Regions from separate parts of the Hordeum vulgare genome. Here region 1 is linked to region 2. Evidence: chromatin contacts called from public Hi-C data. All regions are on one chromosome and are shown on one strand. Each heading gives the region's core, a stretch centred on a gene start, on an enhancer-like site or on the middle of the called end of the contact. The rest is flanking DNA. Distances are from core to core; before and after follow the strand shown. Region 1 holds the start of LOC123426224. Region 2 holds the start of LOC123426216 (GDSL esterase/lipase At1g09390-like).

Evidence for each region. Hi-C and Micro-C count contacts between places; a contact is called where the count stands out from the background.
Region 1: a Hi-C map of leaf shows a contact between it and region 2, with 10 times the contacts expected there. The contact joins the promoter of LOC123426224 here to the promoter of LOC123426216 in region 2. A contact is called at or near these places in 4 of 6 Hi-C or Micro-C datasets (leaf, seedling and an unstated tissue) and 1 of 1 datasets of contacts at active chromatin or transcription factors (embryo).

Annotation. Positions count from the first base shown.
Region 1 is chr1H:99,690,868-99,696,092 of MorexV3_pseudomolecules_assembly, reverse strand. It overlaps LOC123426224, which reads left to right and starts at 3,834. Exons shown (of 7, transcript XM_045110015.1): 1 at 3,834-3,977.
Region 2 is chr1H:99,433,252-99,437,775 of MorexV3_pseudomolecules_assembly, reverse strand. LOC123426216 (GDSL esterase/lipase At1g09390-like) reads left to right here and starts at 2,710. Exons shown (of 5, transcript XM_045110007.1): 1 at 2,710-3,329. The coding sequence starts at 2,879.

The DNA of each region.
Region 1 (5,225 bases), core at 2,585-5,084, 260 kb before region 2:
AATTCCTCAAAACATGCACATCTCCAGGGGGGTTTCTCTGTATCTTATCTTCAAATTCCTCAAACTCAGTACTTACATTTCATATTGTTATCCCCGTTGAAAACTTAACCTATTTGCCATCAACCACCAAAAAGGGGGAGATTGTAAGTGCATCTAGTGCCCCTTAGTGATTTTGGTGGTTTGAAGACCTATAGGTTAAGAGACTGGTATGTTTGTGAGTGTACACACGCTCTATAAGTCGCTGAGGAGTTTGAGTTATTCGACGAATATCAACCCCTAAAAATGTATGTCTTCGGGTGAAGACTTTGGTCATTCCTTGAAGACTTTGATCGCGAAGAAATTGTGAAGAAATTGATATTCCCCATGAAGATATTGAAGATGAGGAATTCGGTGTGTCCTGAAGAAAACACTCTGAAGACTTTGAAGCTTGAAGATTTACTCTTTCCGTTTCATTTTCTTCATACTTGAATCATGGAACACCGTATTGTTAAAGGGGGTCGAGGTAAAACTATGGAACAAATTTCCTCATGATGCTCAACCCAAACCTACATCTACCAAAGCCTCAAAGTGAGGAATATGAGAGACATGAGGACTTTCATAGTTGAAAGTTTCGACCGTTGCCACGCCACGCGCCACCTGTTGCAGATCTTATCCACTCAACGGTCATATTATTAAAGGGCATTTTATGTCAAATCATGTCGGGATGCTCCCAAGCTATAAATAGCCACCCCACAACCACTAGTTGGTTCGCTGCTCCAAGAGAAACTAACACTAGTGATTTAAAGCAACCCAAATTCCTCAGAACCTTTGGGTGAAAATCATCAAGTGAGAAAATACCCCAAACACCCAAACCCAAACCAAAACCCAAGTGATTGAGCATCACCGAAGAAGTTATTCCTGTGTGGAACCGGCGCTTGTTACCTTTCAAGACTGTGCATCCTCCAGATGGCTAGGCGTCATGGTCTAGAGCATCCAGCAGTCAATTGTGGATCGCCGGGTGACCGAGTTTGTGAGGGTTTGTAAGTCTGCCTTGAAGACTTACCACGAGTGTTGGGAGAGGACTGTGTGTCCTTAGCTCCAGGAGTATACGGTAGGGACTGTGTGTCCTTTGGTTTCAATACCAAGCCGCTCCAAACCAGACGTACAACTGTCACAACAGTTGGAACTGGGTCATCAACAACTGTCTTCATCAAGCTACTGGTTCTATTTGCTCAACTCTCTCATTTCCTCAATTGCACGTTGAAGACTTTCATCAGTACTGTTTGAAGAATTTGACTGAAGACTTTTTCTGAATTCCTCACCTCAAATTCTTCACCTGAGTTATTCTTCACCTGCTTATCCTGTACTTGTGACGTGTGCAAACCGAATCTCTAAAATCACGTTGATTACTTTGCTGTAGACATTTTTGCACTTCAAACTTTGTACTATTTCCGCTGCACCCAGTTCATGGCTGAGGACTTTCCTCACTAGGAATGTCCTCAGTGATAAAATTGTAAAAATCGCCTATTCACCCCCTCTAGTCTATATAACGCTCTTTTCGAATTCCCAAATATTTAATCGAGAAATGGCCTTACGCACAACCAAACAGGTTAGCATAATCAGCCGTCGCCTCACCAGCTTCTCTAAAGGAGAACAATTGAATTTTGTGGAAGTTAAGTTTAAGGCCTGACATTTGCTCAAACGTCGAAAGCATGAGTTTCAGGTTTCGAGCCTTGTCTAGGTCATGTTCCATAAAAGAATTGTATCATTGGCATTAGCAAAATGGAGAGGCCACCATCCACGAGGTGTGGCACTACTCCTGCAATCTGACCGTCCTACTTAGCACGCTCAATCAAAAGCGCCAGAATATCATCAACAATGTTAAATAACATCGGAGACATGGGGTCACCCTGACATAATCCCTTTTCATTTAAAAGTAATGGCCTAACCGCACTACCTCGAGTAACGAAACTTTGGATCCAGTCACGCCATTTATCGGAGAATCCTTTCATTCTTAGGGCCTATTGAAGGAAGCACCATTTGACCTTATCATATGACTTTTCTAAATCAATCTTGAGAACTACTCTACTCATGTTTTTTCGGTGCATCTTGTGAACGGTCTCATGTAGGATCACTACTCCATCGAGTATGTTTCTTCCTTGCATGAAAACAGTTTGAGATGGTCGGACGACATGGTCTGCAACCGTGTTGAGTCGATTAGTGGTCACTTTGGTGAAAATCTTGAAGCTCAGATTAAGGAGACATATGGGTCAAAATTGCTAAATCTGCTGTGCCTCCTTAATTTTCAGCAACAATACAATCTCATCAAAATTAAGCCTAAATACCTCAAGTTGACCGACATGAAGACAATTGAACAACTCCAAAAGGCCAGTCTTGATGACTTCCTAGAAATTTTCATAGAATTTTGCGGGGAAGCCATCGGGGCATGGAGCTTTCTTATGTTCCATTTGGAACACCACAACTTTCACCTCCTCCTCTGAGAATGATGTCGTGAGGACATTCTTTTCTTCTGCTGAGACTTCTGGAATGTCATCTGTTCGGGTCTCATCGAGGGTAAAACTCCCTTCATCTGGTGGCCCGAACAGAGACTTGTAGTATTTAGTGATATAACTTTTGAGCTTCGCATGTCCTTCGATCCGCCCCTCGTCTTGTTGAAGAGAGAAAATACACTTCTTCCTATGTCGCACATTGACAACCAATTGAAAGTATCATGTATTACTATCTCCCTTCAAAATGAAGTCGACTTTGGATCGTTGGTAATATTTGGTTTGCTCTTCTCGCAAAAGGCGTGCAATCTTCTCATTGGATTACCTTTTTAGTTCAATATCTTGTTGCGACAAGATGTGAGTCTCTGCGATTTTATCGAGGTCATGAATAATAGTGGAGAGACGTTGTTTTTCCTTTTTGTACAAACCATTGGTGTGTTTTGCCCATCCAGAAATATAGTGCCTTGTGGCCCTAATTTCAAAGTTCCATCTCTGAATAGGCGTACGACCAACGATGGGCCTCTTTCATACATTATTGATTATATCTTCAAAGCCATCTTTGTGCAACCATCCCAATTCAAACTTGAAAGGACGGTGCATAGATGTGTTGGTAGAATTAGTATTGAGAATGATGGACGCATGATTTGATAATGCCTCGATATGTTCTAGGACCCGTACAGTTACCAGAGGATATTTTAACTTACATTCGGTATCCATGAATACCCTATCGAGTTTCTCGTATGCCGGCATAGATCGGTTATTAGCCCAAGTAAACTATCGCCCCAACATACAAGTTTCTCGAAGATTCAAACTGTCAACCACATCATTAAATAGGAATGGCAAATGAGTATCAAAGCGGTCATATATGTCCGATATACTAAAGATTCAAACTATCACCCCGATATACAAACTTACCGAAGATTCAAACTGTCAATCACAGAATGGCCAATGAGTATGAAAACAGTCATACTAAAGATTTCACCAATATATGTCCGATATACTATGTCTTTTGTTTTTGTTCCTTGATGTGTGTGTTTTAAATGAACCGAATCACACGTGTCACCGGACCAGGACATCCACAGACCACAACCAACGCTTCACATCGCGAGTTCGCCACCACCATCTGGGTCCCCGAGGACGCACGCGCCCACATGTCAGTAAGAGGGACCAAAACGGAGAACTCCGTTCTCTCCGTCGGAAACAGAATGGCCGCCGTCAGTCCCTCTACAGCCACGTGACCACGTCCCTCTCTCCCGCTACGAGCGCGGTCCCACGCTGGGGCCCCACATGCCAGTGACAGCGAAACAAGCCAGATAGCGCCTGCCAGCGTACTTGCACCGCACCGGACTGGCCTCTTCCCCTCCCACGCTTCCTTTTCCCGCTTTTCGCTTCAGCTCCTCCTCGCCGCCCCACGCCTCCGTCCCGCCCGCTAGGGTTTCCGCCTCGGCTGCCGACGACGACGACCGGCGGGTGCACGCTGCCTCAGTGCCGGTGAGCTCTCTCGTAGAACCCGTACCGCGTGCTGCTCGCTCGCGGGGGCTGGGCGTGTCCGCTTCCGCTTCGGGGGTACGGTGTACGTACGGTGCGGCCAGGGTTTTGTTCCGCGGTGGCGTGCTCCGATCATGTGCGACGGTGCTCGGTGCCGGCCAGCGCGCTCGCCTTGCCCGACTCGAACCCCTTGTCACCTCTGTTTTGCCGTACGGTTCTCTGCTCGCTAGCTGGAGGCAGGGTTTTTTGGGGTTTCTGCATTCGGCGGTGTAGGGAGGGTTTGGTTTCGCGGTGGTGCGGTCGGATCGTGTGCCCCGGGGTTGCGGAGTTTCCGCGGATCGGTGTCGAACGATCTAGGGTTTCGTGCTTTGCTTGGGTGACCGTAGCGTAGCCTGGGCCCGTTTTGCTGGTTCGGATTGCCCGTTGGGGTGAAATGGAGGTGCATTTGTGATCAAGGGACTCCTTTTGCCGCTCCTGTGGCATTGTTTTATTGGGCTTATGAGGGATAGGCAAATTGGGCTGTCAATTTTGCAGTAACAAATTCATGGCTGAATGTTTGGTGTGTTGTGCTGTGCTAGTTGGCTGGTTCGAGGCATGTGTTCATTCTTGGGGTTTGTAGGAATATAGAAGAAATGTGGTTGCGAAGACTGAAGAGTTTAGGTTGATAGCCTGTGGTTTAGCTAGCCACGGATTGGCGAGTTACACATGTTCGAATTGCCCTGGATTGGCTGTTACAATTATTGCAATTTTCTGTGTGGTTGCATGGCTAACTAAATGGGCTTGTTGCAAATACCACGATCTTGTATTTCTGTCATCGCACTGTTTGGGGCTGTTTTGGGATGTGATTTTGCCCTATGTTTGTTCGGGGTATAGCCTTCCACTTGTTTCCCAATGGTTATGAAATGATGCAGCATTAGCTGGTTTCGGAGTAAGTTCTGTTTTACCTTTAACGGATGGATCGGAATTTTTAACTGTGGTTGTTAGGGATAGGCAAATGGGGCTGTCAATTTTGCAATTGCAAATTCATAGCTGAATGTTTGGTGTCCTTTGCTGGTTGGCTGGTTCGATGCATGTGTTTGTTCCACGGTTTTGTGTAGTTACATGGCTAACTAAATGGGTTTGCTGCAAATACCATGATCTTGTAATTCTGCTATCGTGCTGTTTGGGGGTTGTGCCCTGTGCTTGTTCGGGCATAGCTTTTCACTTGTTTCCCAATGGTTTTGAAATGATGCAGAATTAACAGGTTTTGGA
Region 2 (4,524 bases), core at 1,461-3,960:
CTCTTGATTTTTTTTCGGGACGAAAAGGAATAAATAGCGCTGGAATTGGGGGCGGCAGATCCACGTGGGCCCCACAGCCCTGGTGGCCACGGCCAGGGGGGAGGTCGCGGCCACAGGGCTTGTGGCCCACTGGCCCGTCCCCTCCGGTGGATCTTTGCGCAGGTATTTTTCATATTTTCCAAAAATATTCTTCGTAAATTTTCAGGACGTTCCGAGAACTTTCATTTCTGCACAAAAACAACACCATGGTAATTGTGCTAAAAACAACGTCAGTCCGGGTTAGTTCCATTCAAATCATGCAAATTAGAGTCCAAAACAAGGGCAAAAGAGTTTGGAAAAGTAGATGCGATGGAGATGTATCTAGCCTCAAGTGAGGAATATGAGAGACATGAGGACTCTCACAGTTGAGGGTCCCGACCGTTACCGCAAGTCGCGCCACATGAGTGATCTTATCCACACCAACGGTCATATTATTTAAGGGCATTAATGTCAAATCATGTCGGGATGCTCCCAGGCTATAAATAGCCGCCCCCACAACCATTAGGTGGTTGGCTGCTCCGTTGGAAACTGACACTTGTCATAAGAGCAACCCAAATTCCTCAAAGTCTTCGAGAGTAATTCATCAGTGAGGAAATACCCCAAACACCAAACCACAAACCGAAAACCAAGTGATTGAGCATCACTGAAGAAGTTGTTCTTGTGTGGGACTGAAGCATTTTACCTTTGAGGACTGTGCATCCTCCAGAAGGTTAGGCGTCATGGTCTAGATCAATCCAGCAGTCAATTGTGGATCACCAGGTGATCAAGTTTGTGAGGGTTTGGAAGTCTGCCCTGAAGACTTACCACGAGTGTTGGGCAAGGACTGTGTGTTCTTAGCTCAAGGAGAATACGGTAGGGACTGTGTGTATTTTGATTTCAATACCAAGCCGCTCGAAACCAGATGTACAACTGTCACAGCAGTTGGAACTAGGTCATCAACCACTGTCTTCACTGTGAAACGGGTTCTATTTCTTCAACTCTTTCAATTCCTCACATTGTATGTTGAAGACTTTCATTGCCACTGTTTGAAGAATTTGTTGAAGACTTTCTCTGAAATTCCTCAACCCAAAATTCTTCACCCGCTGTCTCTGTGCCTGCATACTGTGCAAACTGATATTCATATTCTTTACCTTGAAAAACTGTTGTAGTGATACTTTGCACTCCTGATCCTTTGCTGTTTCCGCTGCAAGTTAGTCATCAGTGAGGAATTTCCTCAATGATGAAATTATAAAAATCTCCTATTCACCCCCCCCCCTCTAGTCGATATAACGCACTTTCATATACTTTATTCTTTCTCTTTAGGGAATCCCAATAACTCCTACGAAAGTAAGCAGTACACCTCACCCTGTCATGGTTCGAGCCTTTACGTGGCCACCGTCGTCGGGCTCCCACTCCTCCACCCGCCAACGACCGGTGTGGAGGGACGATGGCGACGACAATGACCCTATCTGTATCTCAAATTTGTTTTGAGGAACCAAATGTCTACTTCTTGTAAACTTGAGGGATCAAAAACATATTTATCTCTAGTGATAATATCATGTTAATAGAATACTTTTGACACGAAAGTATAACAATATTAACCCCATGTCTAAAACTAATAATAGCGGCTCAAAGGCAGATAGTTTTGCGGGTTTTCTCAGCTTGCACTTCTCCCAGCTGATCTAAATTGGAAGTCACAAAAACAAAAGGGAAACGTTTCTACCCGGCGTGCCGGCCGAACCATTAGGTCGGACGCACGCGGGCCGCGGGATCCTTTCCCATCGCACGCCTCTGGGCAGATCCACGGTGTTCCTTCAAGCCGGCGTGCCTTCCCTGTCGGATTCCGTCCGCCGGCTGTCATGGAGTCACTGGCCTTTCCTTCCCGTCGGCATGGGGGCTATCCCTTTTCATGTTTCTCCTCCGGCGAACAGGACGGCGCCTCCCGCGCCACCTTCTCAACAAATCCCCGCTCCGCCGCATCGGATGCCACCAGTGTTGGAGACGAAAAGCTATGGCAGAGACGACGATGTTGCAACCGGCGACGAGTCGAAAGTTTCAACCAGAGACGACGGGAATCGAGGTCCACCCACCACGCAACCGCGGAAGCTGCAACCGGTGATGAAAAAAAGCTTCAATCGGCTAGAAAAAAGCTTCAACCGGCGATATAAAAAGCTTCAATCCTCGACACAGAAACACAAAAAGCTGCAACCGTTGACACAAAAGATTCAATCATATATTTGAAAAACTTCAACCACAGACCGACGAAAAAAAGCATGTCGTTTTTGCTACAACCAGCAACGAAAATAGCTTCAACCGTTGTGAAAAAGCTTCAAGCGACATGGAAAAAGTTTCAACCACAATGAAAAAAGCTTCAACCGGAGTTCCGGAGGGACAAGCATGTGCACGCACGAGCGTCAACGGCGACGAGCGACGAGCGACGGGGGGAGAGGGCATGAGGGTGATGCGACGAGCGATGATGACAAGGGAGAGGATGGGATACTCGTGCGGCAGGAGGTCGGAGGCGCGCAGGACAGTGCGCTGATGCTGATCGAACGGCTATTAGAACTCAGATCAAACGGCTGCTGACCGACTGGCCGAAGCGTAAGAGCGGTGCCCAAAACAAAAGGTAAACAGGGTCACACACCAACCCTCCACATGTTTTGTGCAACGTGGTTTCTTTATGCCCAGCTTTCTCTTCGTTTGAAGCATTGTGCATTCGGGAGCTAAATAACAGTGTATATAAACAACACAGAGACACGGACTGAGAGACAGACAGACAAGAGTCGCGGATCAGAGAGCGCGGAGGGAGAAGACCGACAGCGGCAGTGGTTACTGGTTAGCTAGCTCGGGAAGGCCAGCCATGGCGAGCGGGCCGAACGGGGGAGGCAATGGAGGAGGAGGCGGCAGCGGCGGCGGGCTGATGAAGAACATGAGCCTGCTGCGGCTGCAGTACTACTGCGTGCTGGGGGCGGTGGCCGGGGCCGTCCTGTTCGCCACGGTCCGCTACATGCCGGCCGCCGGCAGCGGCGCGGCCCTCTCGACCACCTCCGCCCTCGCCACCGCGGCGGCGCCCGCCGGGGCCGGCGAGCACCGGAAGAGCAAGGGGATGGCGCAGGCGCCCACGAAGGCGGCGGCGAAGGTGGCGACGAAGCCGAAGGAGGTGGTGGTGTTCAACTTCGGCGACTCCAACTCGGACACGGGTGGGGTGGCGGCGATAATGGGGATCCGCATCGCGCCGCCGGAGGGGCGCGCCTTCTTCCACCACCCCACCGGCAGGCTCTCCGACGGCCGCGTCGTCCTCGACTTCATCTGTGAGTGCCTCCCCGTTCCCCTCCCCCTCCCTCTCCTTCCGCCATTAGTTAATTATATTAACCAGAGTGAAGCAGTAGGAATCAATTAGAGTAATCAAGTGTCGTTACTCCATCGAATGTCTTGTCGGAGTGCGTAATTTAGCCCTTGTCGGAGTAGCTGCGTTGGGAATCGATTGCGGGGAGGTGGAGAGCGCATTTCTCCATCTGTTCCCTTTGTTTAATGTTTTGCTGAGAGCTGTTGGAGCTGCGATGGTAATAAGCTGAAAAGGAGAAACATGAACCCAATCCAATGTTGTGTACATACTGTCGGAGTAGTAGTACAGCACAACAGTCCGTGCCAAAGTTTAGCCGGCCAAACCGTGACCTGCATCGATCCAGCTAGCACGCCACCGAATTTCTTCGACCCAAAGGGTCACCGAATCAACTCGGTCTGGCGGATTCCGATGGTTTTTGACACAATCGACTTGACGCCAAAACCACGGCGAGAAGACGCGTCTCTCCGCCGGACGCTCTTGTCCCGTTTCCATGAAAAGGCCGGTGTCATGGGCCATGGCCATCGCGGGGAGGTAGATCCAGCCCCGAATTGATCGCCGGCCAACGCGTGACGGCAGTCGACGCCAAACTCCGCACGCCTGTCCGTTCGCTCTTTTCGCTTGAAGCTTCGTGGCCACATATGATATATGATGCGCACTGACCGACGTCTGGCCGGAACGAAATAAAAGCGAGCCGCTTTGTGTGGGAAAATACGGGATCTCATGCCAGGTTTTGAAGCATCCTCGTGCGGCCTTTCGCTGTCAAATGCCAATCCAACAACCCCGCACTGATGTAGTACTATGTAAATCAACTACTCCACTCTCTAGGAAAGAAATGAAAATAAACAAGATTGTAGGAGGAGTGGATCAGTTAAGCGGAAGGGTGGCACGCGTATCCATCCGTCCAGCCAGCCAACCAGTGGTTGGCGAGGGCGCCGCGCTGGCCGCTGCATCCGATCGCACGACGCCGACAGCTCGTCTGCCTGGCCCAGCCCAGCCCGGCCATCTTCGTCGCGTCACGCACACGCGCGCACCTGAGCTTAATTATCGTAGGCCCTAAGCATCATCATGCCGCACTTGACGCCAGGGAATGAGTGAGTGACCACAGTAGTACGTTTGCAGATAGAGCCTATCCAGAGCAAGAATCGTGTTGCCGATTATGG